Linked DNA regions of Mus musculus: region 1 is linked to region 2. Evidence: chromatin contacts called from public ChIA-PET data. All regions are on one chromosome and are shown on one strand. Each heading gives the region's core, a stretch centred on a gene start, on an enhancer-like site or on the middle of the called end of the contact. The rest is flanking DNA. Distances are from core to core; before and after follow the strand shown. Region 1 overlaps Med15 (mediator complex subunit 15). Region 2 overlaps Lrrc74b (leucine rich repeat containing 74B).

Region 1 (5,996 bases), core at 1,755-4,254, 140 kb after region 2:
AGAGAGAGGAGTGCAACTCACAGGTATTAAGGACATCAGGGATAAGTGGGTTTTTATACTTTGTGCTTTGGTAGATGGAAGATAGTAAGAGACATGGCTGTCAGTTCTGACACCCAAACCCCTCAGTCACTCCCTACTCTCCATTAGTCTGGGTAGGGAATTAGAATCTTTGAGTCCATCTGTAACTACTTATGATAGTTAATATTGTTAAGACCAGGAATCACCAAAGAGACACCTCTGTGCACATGTCTATGAGTGCTTATGTAGATAGTTTAACTGAAGTAGGAAGAACCAGTCTAGCTGTAGGAAGCACTTTTCCTTGGGCTGGTGTCCTGGACTGCATTTAAAAAAAAAAAAAAAAAAAAAGCTAGCCAGTTGAGTGCCAGCATCTGCTGCTTCCTGGCTGTAGCTGCAATGGGCCTCATGCTCCTGCTGCCATTGCATTCTAGTTATGCTGGACTGTATGCCCTTCAACTGTAAAGGGAAATGAACCCTTTCTTCCATAAGTTGCTTCTTTTAAGGTATTTTGTCACAGCATCAAGATAAGTAACTAATCTACCACTTCATAGGGCTGAGTGGGGAATCAGGTGGGCTCAAATATTTTAAGTACTTGTCATATGGACTTATCATGCACATAACTTTAGAGTCTATAAGTGAGTCATGAAATGTGAAGTCAGAAAATGTCAGTATGAGGAGAGCTTTACACACAAGCCCACACAGTGGACGCCTGTGCCCACCACCAACCAAAAGTGTGGTACACACTTCCAGACAAGAACATTCATGGTTCTCCTTGCCATGAGTCTGCACTGGACAGCCAGCGCGCCTAATGAAATCCTGGCTTCCTTCAGGTGGTGGGTGCTTGTGGACCTGCATGCTTGTCAGGATTTCAAGGAAAGCTCATTCCCTTCTTCCACAATTTGAAAGGTTCTCACTACAATATAGGCACCTACCTCCATGGGGAAGAGCAGGTAAAGAGGGCAGTCAGATGTCAGTGCTCAAACACACTGTCCAGAAAAACTACAGAGATTTCCAGGCATGGGCATACGCCTTCAATCCCAGCACATGGGAGACAGAGGCAGGTGATATCTGTAAGTTTCAGGCTAGTCAAAAGCGTCATGGTGAGTCCCTGTCTCAAATAAATAAATAAATGCAAAATAAAACAAAAATACAGACTGGCCAACAGTGCTTTTACAATCTGTTCTCTTCCAGTTAGTCAGGGCCTCCTTGTGTAGTCAGGGAGTTAGAGACAGCTTCAAAAGAAATCATCAAGGTACTACTTATAACAGTCAATAGGCTGTGACTCAAAGACAAGGCAGAGTGAACTGCACAGATGAAAGGCTGACCTCTAGTGCCTCCTTTGGTACCTATTCATCAGCCACTGGAAAGGTCTGAGTTGGCTGGTGTCTGTGGTGGCTATGCGATAGTCATTGTACTCCCTGGTCCAAACAGGCTCCTGATCACACCAAAAGGCAGAGGCAGTTTCTCTCTGAACCTCCTGCACTGGCCTTAAACTTCTGGTATCCAAAGAATGTTCTAGGACTTCTGAAGACTAAAAGCTTCCATCTCTTCCCTCCAGAAACACAAACACAGTGACATAATAAGGTCTAAGTTATGCCACTAGTGACACTGTAAGAGTCATGTAGGTTAGAGGGACATGCAATCATGAGTGAAGCTTCCCACTGACTTAGGAGAACCAAAGGGTTATACCTTTAAGCCATTAAGTTTTAGACTGGTATAAGCAAGCTGAACCAACAAAATTTACATTTTGGAAATAAATGATTCAAGTCAGGTTTTTGTTGTTGTCATCTGGTCCTGTCTATCTGTCCCCACCCCCACCTCGCAGCCCCAGCACATACAGCGTCTCATTATGTATGTAGCTCCAGCTGTCTTAGAACTCACTATGTAGTCCAAATGGGCCCCAAACTCACAGAAACCCAGCTGCCTCTGCCTCCAAGTGCTAAGATTAAAGGTGTGCACCATTACACCCGACTTCAATTACGTCTTTACCAAAATTCCTTTCACTGTAGTGTATGACTTTAATCCCAGCACTCAGGAGACAAGCAAACAAATTTCTGGAAGTTTGAGGTCAGCTTGCTCTAGCAAGTTCCAAGACAATGAGGGGTATATGAGAAACCATATTTCAAAAATAAAAGAAAGGTCATAATAGGGCTGTGGATATACCTCAGTGATAAAGTACTTTGCCCAAGTACCTGGCAAGAGCAGTAACCTCCCTCCCTCCCCCTCCCCCTCCCCCACCACCACCATAGACCTCAACAATAAAATATTCCATCTCTGAGATATTTGCAAATTAAATGATCTAGGTATCCAAATATATAAAAAACTACTAGGGCTGGCAAGATGGCTCAGTGGGTAAGAGCACTGACTGCTCTTCTGAAGATCCTGAGTTCAAATCCCAGCAACCACATGGTGGTTCACAACCACCCATAATGAGATCTGACACCCTCTTCTGGTGTGTCTGGAGCAAGTGGGTCCAACCAGAGCAAGCAGAGGTCCTAAAAATTCAATCCCCAACAACCACATGAAGGCTCACAACCATCTGTTCAGTTACAGTGTACCCATATACATAAAATAAATAACTAAATAAATCTTTAAAAAAAAAACTACTAAAAAGATCAACAAGTCAATTAAAAGAAGACCAAAAGATAAACATGGACATTTTTCCACAGAATGTTTACAGATGGCTCAAAAGCACTACAGAGACGTGTGACATCATCACTACGAAGACAAACAGCAATCAGAAGCACTGGTGACCACTTCTCACACACGGACATAGCAAAGACATTGGTGATTGTTGGGGGCAACAGAGCCTTATGTGGCTGGTAGATGACACACAGCTTAGAGGACAAACCTACTCAATCTTGGGACTGGCCTCTATCTTTAAAAAAAAAAAAAGAAGAGCCTGAGAACTTGACCTGCAGCTGAACCCAAGCTGCACCCAAGTACCAGGAAGAACCCCATGGCTTGTCCTTGCCCCATACCCCAGAGTTACCCCCTAGCTACTTCCTAGCAACAGCCAATCAAGATTACTCTGATTGTCTGAGATGTCCTTTCAGACCTTTTGTGATTGTTTGTGGTTTTGCTTCAGAGCACCCACAGTAGTCATTACAGTAGTCTTACAGCAGTCATTCAACTAGATGCTTGCCGGGCTAAAATCCCCTCTTAGCTCACCATTTCCTATAAAACCTTGTCCCACTGAGGGCTCGGGGCTGCACTCGACCATCCTGCTGTGTCAGGGTTGGTGGTGAGTGAGCCAAGCTTGAATAAAAGAGACCCTAGTTAGACTGCATCAGTATCAGCTCCTTTGTGGTCTTTTGGGGCTTGTGAACTGGCACAACACAGCTACTCGAGAAAACAGTTTAGAAACGTGAGCCCCAAGTATGTACAGAGTTTTTGTTTTCCTAAGAGAAATGAAAGAAGTCTTCAAATCAACAGACAAACAAACAAACAAACAAAAAACTAGTAGACAACCCTATAGGTGGAACAACATTATGAACTAACCAGTACCCCGGAGCTCTTGACTCTAGCTGCATATGTATCAAAAGATGGCCTAATCGGCCATCACTGGAAAGAGAGGCCCATTGGACACGCAAACTTTGTATGCCCCAGTACAGGGGAACGCCAGGGCCAAAAAGGGGGAGTGGGTGGGTAGGGGAGTGGGGGTGGGTGGGTATGGGGGACTTTTGGTATAGCATTGGAAATGTAAATGAGCTAAATACCTAATAAAAAATGGAAAAAAAAAAAACTAGTAGATGAAGCTGGGTGGTGGTAGCACATTCCTTTAATCCCAGCACTCAGGAGGCAGAGGCAGGCAGATCTCCGAATTTGAGGACAGCCTGGTCTACAGAATGAGTTCCAGAACAACCTGGGCTACACAGAGAAATCCTGTCTCAAGACAAAAACAACAACACCCCCTAGTACATGAGTATTTAAAATAAGTCATTTTTCATGATAGCTCTAAAATGAAAACCACTCAAATGAAGTCTGATTCATCAATATACAGAAAATGATACAGCCATCCAAGATGAAATATGACTCAACAAAGAGAGAGATCAGGGATGGTCACAGCGGCACATGCCTTTTTAATATAGAAGTAGGTGATCTCTGTTGAGGCCAGTCTAGTCTAGTCTACACCATGAAATCTTGGCTTGAAAAGAAGAAAAAAGAATCAGGTATGCACTACAACATGGTCAATGTATGAACCCTGATAAGATTGTGCTATGTGAAAAAAGTAAGTTACAAAAAACCCAAGTCATGCTGACTATGCTGATAAAGCAACTTCAGGTGGGAAAGCCCACTGCAATAAAGTAGGTGAGTATCTGCTGGTGGCCAGGAAATGGAGTGTGACTGCTAATGCCTACAAACTTGTGTAAAGTCTCTAACTCTACCCTGCATGATTGAACTATATACCTCCAGTGAGTGAATTTGATATACCTTAATTCAATCTCAACAATGCTTTTCAAAGAAAACAAATGTATGTTACCCATCCACAGAGGAGCCCATAGCTCTGGAAATCTGTCTGTCCATGTACTTGTACACAAAAACACACTGTCTGTCTCTACTCAATATCACTTCATTTTCTGCTATTTTTTGTCACTTTTTCTTTTTCTAAAAGATTTATTTATTGTTATATGTATGAGTACACTGTAGCTGTCTTCAGACACACCAGAAGAGGGCATCAGACCCCATTACAGATGATTATGAGCCACCATGTGGTTGCTAGGAATTGAACTCAGAACCTCTGGAAGAGCAGCCAGTGCTCTTAACTGCTGAGCCATCTCTCTAGGCCGTCACTTTTTCTTTAAAAAATAGATTGTTTATTTTATTTATTTGGAGAAGGTCTCACTTATAGCCCTGGCTAGTCTAGAGTTTAATATGTAGACCAGGCACCAGGCCGGCCTCAAATCCACCTGCGTCTGCCTCCTAAGTGCTAAGATTAAAAAGCATGCATCCAGCTTTAAATCAAAATTGTGTGGGTGTAGAGGTTGGGGCAGGAATGGAGTGAGGTGGGGTCAGTAGGTGATATGCATGTGAGCACAGGTGTCCATGGAATTTTAGGCTGCTGTGAACCATCCTACATGGGTACTGGGAACTGAACTTGAGTTGTCTTCGAGAACAGTATGGTCTTGTAATTGCTGAGTTATCGTTCAGCCTCTTCCTTCACTTCTAATTTCCACTCCTGAGAACTAACACACTGAAAGAAGGTCACATAGAGGCTGGTGCTGTACTAGCCTGGAAAGTCTTCTTCCAATTCTACCCGGCAAGTTCTACCCTCAACTTTTCCAGCATTGGCTGCCTCCCTGAACAGAGAAACCAAAGATGACTCTAGACCCCTGCCTCAGGGATGTGTAGCACAAAGCCAGCATCTCTTTTATAGGATCCAAGGAGCTTCCTGTGGGAATCACAGGGCCAACTACATATATATGACATGGTCAAAAATGAGGCCAGGGTCAGAGGCAGGGCCTGTAGCAGAAGTGCCAATCTAGGAGTCTTGACTTTTCTTCCATGGAACATGGGAGGTTCCAGAGTGTTGTGGCAAAGCCAGCTGTATCTGAGAGCAGCAAGCAAGCACTCCCCTCTCCAGGATACAAGTAGAAGGGGCTCAGTATCAGCAACACACTCCTCCTGGAATTACTCTGCTGGGGACTTTGGCCAGCAGGGTCTTACCCGGGTCTTGGCCTTCAGGAACACATGACTCTCCATATCCTTGCTAGATTTACTGTGGGCCACACCAGCTTTCCTCATGGCATCCTCACTGAAATACAAAAGAAGAGATGTGTCAAAACATTACCAAGTCCACCCTGGTAGACAGGTACTATCCCTGGGGAACTAGTCTGGCTGAAGTCCTGGGGAGGAACCAAGGAGAGGCACTCAGCAGGGCAGTGGCCAGAGTTAAACATTTGAGAAAAAGGGCAGGGCCATAAGAAGGTTGAAAAGAAAAGGCAATTACCTTAAAGAAAAGAGAAGCCCCTGGGCAT
Region 2 (6,288 bases), core at 1,257-3,756:
CACTTGGAATATGAATGTTTAAGTATGTAGCTTGCTTTTGATTTTTATAGGAATCTAGTTACAGACTCTGAATTTTTAAAGGTTTTTTTTTCATTTTTAAAATTATGTTTGAGTGCAAGTACCTTGGAGCAGCCCTGCGCTTGACTGTGCATGTGATGAGATTCTCTGAAATGCCCACCATAACTGGTACTGCAAGCTGAATAAACCAGTCCTCTAAAGCTGCGTTCGATCAGACTGTTTCACCACAGCAACAGAAATGAAACCAGGAGTAAGATACCAGTCCGAATCCATATGATGCTGGGACATGAACCCACATCCTTCACACATGCTAGACAACACTCAGCCAACTGAGCTGCATCCCAAGCCCCCAAGCAACAACCTTGAAAGAGAAGGACAGAGTGCTGTAGGATTGCAGCTCAAGCCACAGGACACATTGTGAACAGCAGCCAGACCACTGCATGTGGCCCTAAGAGCCCCTGCGCATGTGCATGCGAATGTACACAGGAAGAACCCGTGTTTCTCACCTCATATTCAGTTCTTCTAAAACATTGTTGACCCTGAGGGCATCACCAATCGCACTGGCACCAGAGTCTCCAAAGCCATTATGAGAGATGTCTAGGACTTTCAAGAATATATTTGCCTAGGACACAAAGAGCAAAGACATAAGCTCGCATCTGATGGTGCAGAGAGCAACAGGGCCAGGGCTACAACGTCAGAGCCCAGGAGAGTCTGAGCAGTGACTAAGTACAGAGATCAGAGGTCTTGAGGCAGAGTTAGTAAGAACTCTCAGGCCAAACAACCCAAAGATCAGCAGAGGATGATGGGCTGGCTGTGGATACTTCTCAGAGATGAGGTGCAGTGACCAGATCCTCACCTAAGGGAAAATGCTCAAGGCAGGCATCCTGGGTCACAGAGACAGCACGTGCCCATTGACTTGGTGGTGGGGTGTTATATGAAGCCTGTGATGGGGTCAAGAGTGAGTGTTCTGGCCAGAGGTGGGTGCGGAGCGAGCTGGGACAGAGCAAGAGGGAGAGAGTGCTCGGACTTGCCACCTTGACCAGTAGGTCAGGAACCCCAGCAGTTAGGCTCTGTAAGAGGGGAAAGTAGTGACTGTTATTTCCTAAGGCCCTTGTCAAACCCTGGCAGGGCTTGATCAATACATTTTCAAGGTCTGTAAACTTACAGGGAAGCAATGAGAGGGGTGTGGAAAAGCATCAGCATGTGCAAACAGTGATGCCACCAGATGGCATGGGTGTCCCCTACAGTTGACTGTGATTTCTGGAGGAGGCAGCTGATATTTATCTGTGGACCCCTTAGGAAATGAGATGAGAGTCAGTGCAGTGTATTATCACTAGATGGGGGCAGGAAAACAGGTCATCAAAGATGCACATGTACATCGTGCTGAAAAGGGCTGAAGTTCATTTCTGAAGAGTTACAACACCAAGAACTGGCTCAGGGAAAACTTTCCAAAGGACAGGCAGGGCTGACTGGGCGAGCGTCTCACACCTCCAGGCCTCGGGCAAACGCGGTGGCTCCCAGACCTCGCAGGTGATTCCAACTGAGGTTAAGCTCTGTGAGTCCTGTGTTTTCTGCCACAGCAGGTCCAAGTATCTCTCCTGAGGAGCACCAAGAGAATTTATAGCAACAAACAAACAAACAAACAACCTAGCACCATCACAACAAGTTCAAAAAGTGATGTAATGCTCACCGTGCGCCAGAACTTCAGTAGTGTAGGTGGATCACAATATCCAGTGTGTACCTGGATCACCTCCAAGGAGTGTGTATGTGTGTGTGTGTGTTTAGGGTCATGTCCTACAACACAGACAGGTCTAGAACTCACTCTGCACCCAGACTGGCCTTAAACTCCAGATTGTCTTATTGTTACCTCCATTGTGCTGACAATGCACACAAGAGACACTATGCCCAGCAAAGAATCCAGGTGTGATTGGGAAGGTATAAATTTTTTTTAAGATTAATTGATTGATTGATTGATTGATTTATATGTATGAATACGCTGTTGCTGTCTTTAGACACACCAGAAGAGGGCATCAGATCCCATTACAAATGGTTTGTGAGTCACCATGTGGTTGCTGGGAATTGAACTCAGGACCTCTGGAAGTGAGTGCTCTTAACCACTGAGCCACCTCTCAGCCTGGAAGGTATGGATTTTAAACTAATGAGATTCCAGCTATTCTAATCTACAAACAAAAAAGGGTAGCGATGCAGTGGTCAGGTTGGTGGGATCTGGAAGTGAGGATAGAACAGGTAACCTAGAATCAAGAGATCCACATGTCTGCACACATGGTGAAGAGAGAGGGAAAAGCAGCTCAGCTGATGCTGGAGTTGGAGAGAGGCGGGAGTAAGCAGGCGCAGGAAGAAAGGAACGCCCCAGGGAGCAGTTGGTGCTAAGCCAGGAGCTCAGGTGTTGCTCTCTGTGCAGTTGAGGGCCTGGAGGCTGGCTGAGTACCCCGGCAAGATTCCTATTGGCTGGGGAGTACCAGCAGAGACCGAGCCCTCCAAGTCACGAGTTGCTAAAGGAAGTGGGTGGAGCCATGACAGATCCCTAGCTGTCTCAAGGGCAGAGGTGCACCTTACAGCCAGCCTGCTTTCCATTCCGTTAGCACTGGTGGGCGTGACTTGCTGCCAGTTCTCCACAGCCGCAGCTCCATCTATGTCCCACTCTGGTTCTCCATGCTGGTACCCTGAGGGGCCGTGGGTGTAGGGGAAGAGTGGGGAGGGTGAGAGCCCGCGTCTGGCTGGAGTTCCTGTGCTCTGGGTGGGCAGACACGGGAAGACTGCCGGACACTTTCCACGAGGCCCCGGGTGGGCATCTGGCTGTGTGATGCCACTGACCCCACACGGTGGGGGGTGGACAAGGGGCAGTCCCTGTTACCAGGTTCTCAGTCTCTGGCATCCCATGCTACAGCAGAAGAGCTGAGAACAGAATAGGGGCCTCAGGGAGGCACTAGGCCCTGGAGGGCACTGGGTGGTTCCCACACAGGCGAGAGTCTTTAGTCTGGGCCTTGAAAAACAGAGACAGTCTATGGTTTTAGAGCTTTATTGTAGAAAGGCAGGGGGAAAGAGAGAGACCGGCCATGGCCAAGAGGAGAGAAGGGGGAAGGGAAAGAAAGAAAGAGAGAGTAAGAAAGGTGAAGGCTTAGAGAGAGAGAAGTTAAAAACCTAGAGACAGTAAGGAAAGTAAAAGCTTAAGAGAGCGAGGCGGGGCCAAACAGCCCCTCTTATAGTGGGCTTGTTATCTTGCTGTTGCTAGGTAACTGTGGGGAGGAGTCTAGCCAGAGGGCCAGAAGCCTGGGACATTGTCTACTTGTCTGAACTCCACGAGCCTCTCCTGTGGGGGCTGTGGGGTTGGTAACTTCAACAGGAGCCAGGGGTCCATGAGACATGAGGGAACGCCTTCTGTCCCATGTAGGTGAAAATTACCACCACTGGGCACCACTGGGGTTCAAGACCTCAGCTCAACTGGAAACCAGGCTGTCTGTGCATAGCCCATTTCCCCACAGTATCCTGTTCTCCGCCTGGCCAGCCAGGGCTCAGCCTCATAACCTGGGTTTGCAGACTTTGTCCTAGCTAGGTGGGCTCCCTCAGAAGCCATGTTTACTGTCATTCTATCTTCCCACACTAATCTAGCCTTGTGACCCCTAAGGCCTCCCCTTACGCTGCCTGGCTGATCTCTGTGGCCAGAATGGAGTCCCTTGGGAATAAAGTTTGGCCTCTTCTCATTTTCTTGGCTGCTAGAGAAGAGAAGCTGGTTTGAAGTGCTCAGAGGGGTTGTTGTAGTGGTCCATTCCTGTTATCCGAGCATACAGAAGACTGAAGTCAGTCTGAATGCTATAGTGAATTCCAAGCTATTCTGGGCAGCATAGTGAGACCTGGCTTCAAAAACTAATCCAAATTAAACTAGATCAAACTAAGGCAAATGTGTGTGCATTTGCACGTGTGTAGACAGAGTGTGTCCAGCTACCTGCTTGGCTAGCACCTGCAGCAGCAGACATATTAGCACCTCAGCTGACACCCCTAGGCTCTCAGATACAGGAGCCCCCCACCTTTCCTGGACACTGCTAAAGCTGGGCAAGGACAGCAAGTGTCTTCTAGTCCCTCTTCTATTGAACAGCTGGAGGGTGAGGCTCACTCTTCTACTGGTCTGTAACGGCAACACTATCTCTGTGACCCACCCATTTACCATCCTGTGAGGCCCACACCTGAGTTAGATTCTCCACTGGCACAGACCGTGGGTGATTGAGGCTCAAGCTCCTTCACTGCTCAGCAACAGCCTCAGATCCCCACTTGGAGAAACTAAATAGTCTGCCCTTTCTTCCCTGCATACCGTCATAGGACTTCAGATTCCCGCCCTCTGTTCCCACCACCTCTGTGTCACTTGCCTGCTCTAGTCTGTAACTTATATAATAAGCCACCCCAAAGATCTTCCAGTGCTGTAAAGGCTTGCTCCCTGTGGCTGCAGAGATGACTCTTGCTCCCTGGGATGCCCAGGTGACACAGCACTGGCCTCTTGTAGAGGATCCAGGCTTCATTCCCAGCACCTGCATGCAGGCTAGTGGCTGACTGACAGCTGACTGACTTCAGTTTCAGGAGGCTTTCTTCTGGCCTCCATGTGAACTGACACATGTACACAGATAAAATATGCACATATGCACAGGATAAAATAAAGTCTTTTCTAAAAAACTTGGTTCTCAATATTGGGATGTGGAGATGAAAATATCTAAAGTCTTAGGGCACTAGGGGTTCCCCTCAGGAGATCACGTGACCCCTTTCGACAGCTGAATGACTCTTCTCTAATGTTGGCTCAGCCACAGGCCAAACTATCAAAAGTTGAACTCTCCAAATCTATAAGCCAAAAGTGCATTATTTCCCTTTATAAGATGCTTGCCTGCAGCCGGGCAGTGGTGGTGCACACCTTTAATCCCAGCACTTGGGTTTCTGAGTTCGAGGCCAGCCTGGTCTACAGAGTGAGTTCCAGGACAGCCAGGGCTACACAGAGAAACTCCGTCTCAAAAGAAGAAGAAGAAGAAGAAGAAGGAGGAGGAGGAGGAGGAGGAGAAGGAAGAAGAAGGAGGAGGAGGAGGAGGAGGAAGGAGAAGAGGAAGAGGAGGAGGAAGAAGAAGAAGAAGAAGAAGAAGAAGAAGATGCTTGCCTGCAACATTCATTAAAGTAGCAGCAAGCTGGCTACTCAGTTCTCAAGTCCCAGAGACACAGCCACGGTTTGTCGGAAGTGATGTGAGATGCTCCTTTACTTCCACAGAGCTCTCACAATGACTTTCTTAGAAGACACTCGGCTTTAGCAGGTAAACTCCAGAGCCAAGGTTAGCACCACTCCACCACTCCACTGTCTAAGCAGCTTGGGGCAGACCAGAAATTCCAAAACTCCTGTTAGACAGTTGTTCTGGCATATCCATTGCAATGATCTAAGAATTCCTTTCAGATGCTGGAGAAGCTGGAGAAGTGTCTGAGCAGCTAAGAGCACCAGCTGTTCCTCACGAGGATCTGAGTTCATTTCCCAGCACCCACATTTGATGTCTCGTGACCATCTGCTACTCCTAATGCAGAGGATGAGATGTCCTAGCCTCCACAGGCACCCACACATCTCTCTCTCTCTCTCTCTCTCTCTCTCTCTCTCTCTCACACACACACACACACGTTTAGAAAGAATTTGCTTCAGCTGAGCAGGGCCTGAGTGGCCCTTTTATGTCACCAGATCATCCCCAAGTCTAGGCTCAACTGATCTTCCACATAGTTGAGCTTACAGGTATGCCTAGGTCTGATTTTTATAGCTGATTGACACATTTAGACATGAGTGACATAGGTGGGTATTTATATTCCTAGCACAGCAGTCCGGCCCGTGCAGAGGCACTGGGAGACAATGACTGGATCAAGGTTGCCTTCCCATGTCTTCCCTAGCACTTAGCTTCTCCCCAGCCCAAGATCTCACACACACTGGACAAGTACCTTACCACTGAGATATACTACAAGCCCTTTTGCAAAAGCACTTGGGATGAAACCTCCATACCTTCTTCCATGATCTATGGGCATATAGTCTCTGCTTCCCTTGCAAAGCATTGCCTGGTCATTCTCCCCTAGACCACCAGTCCAATCACACTGGTGTCTACCAGTGGAGGAAACAGGCCTGCATGATGAGAGTTCATCAGCTTCATGATCTTGCCATGGCTGACTCCTTTTTACCCAAGGCACAGATTTCTGCTTAAACTTCTGCCCCTTTATAGCAGGTGGATCCATTATTTTCTAGACTTATAC

The links. ChIA-PET counts read pairs in DNA pulled down with a chosen protein or histone mark.
Region 1: an RNA polymerase II ChIA-PET map of memory CD8 T cells shows a contact between it and region 2, with 12 read pairs. The contact joins two enhancer-like sites. A contact is called at or near these places in 3 of 39 promoter capture datasets (cranial neural crest, hematopoietic stem and progenitor cells and trophoblast stem cells), 2 of 115 datasets of contacts at active chromatin or transcription factors (embryonic forebrain and memory CD8 T cells) and 2 of 9 other capture datasets (adipose tissue and pancreatic islet).

What each region holds. Positions count from the first base shown.
Region 1 is chr16:17,691,922-17,697,917 of GRCm38.p6, forward strand. It overlaps Med15 (mediator complex subunit 15), which reads right to left. Exons shown (of 18, transcript NM_033609.3): 2 at 5,686-5,773. Among named protein-coding and RNA genes, the nearest start is that of Med15, 28 kb to the right of the region's middle. Within about 2 kb of position 3,005, at least 14 of the 459 cell types and tissues checked have an H3K27ac peak or open chromatin away from gene starts, as enhancers often do. A contact at or near this core is called in memory CD8 T cells, where this site is marked.
Region 2 is chr16:17,551,600-17,557,887 of GRCm38.p6, forward strand. Lrrc74b (leucine rich repeat containing 74B) reads right to left here. Exons shown (of 9, transcript NM_029053.3): 5 at 1,507-1,616; 6 at 525-640. Among named protein-coding and RNA genes, the nearest start is that of Lrrc74b, 6.5 kb to the right of the region's middle. Within about 2 kb of position 2,507, at least 259 of the 459 cell types and tissues checked have an H3K27ac peak or open chromatin away from gene starts, as enhancers often do. A contact at or near this core is called in memory CD8 T cells, where this site is marked.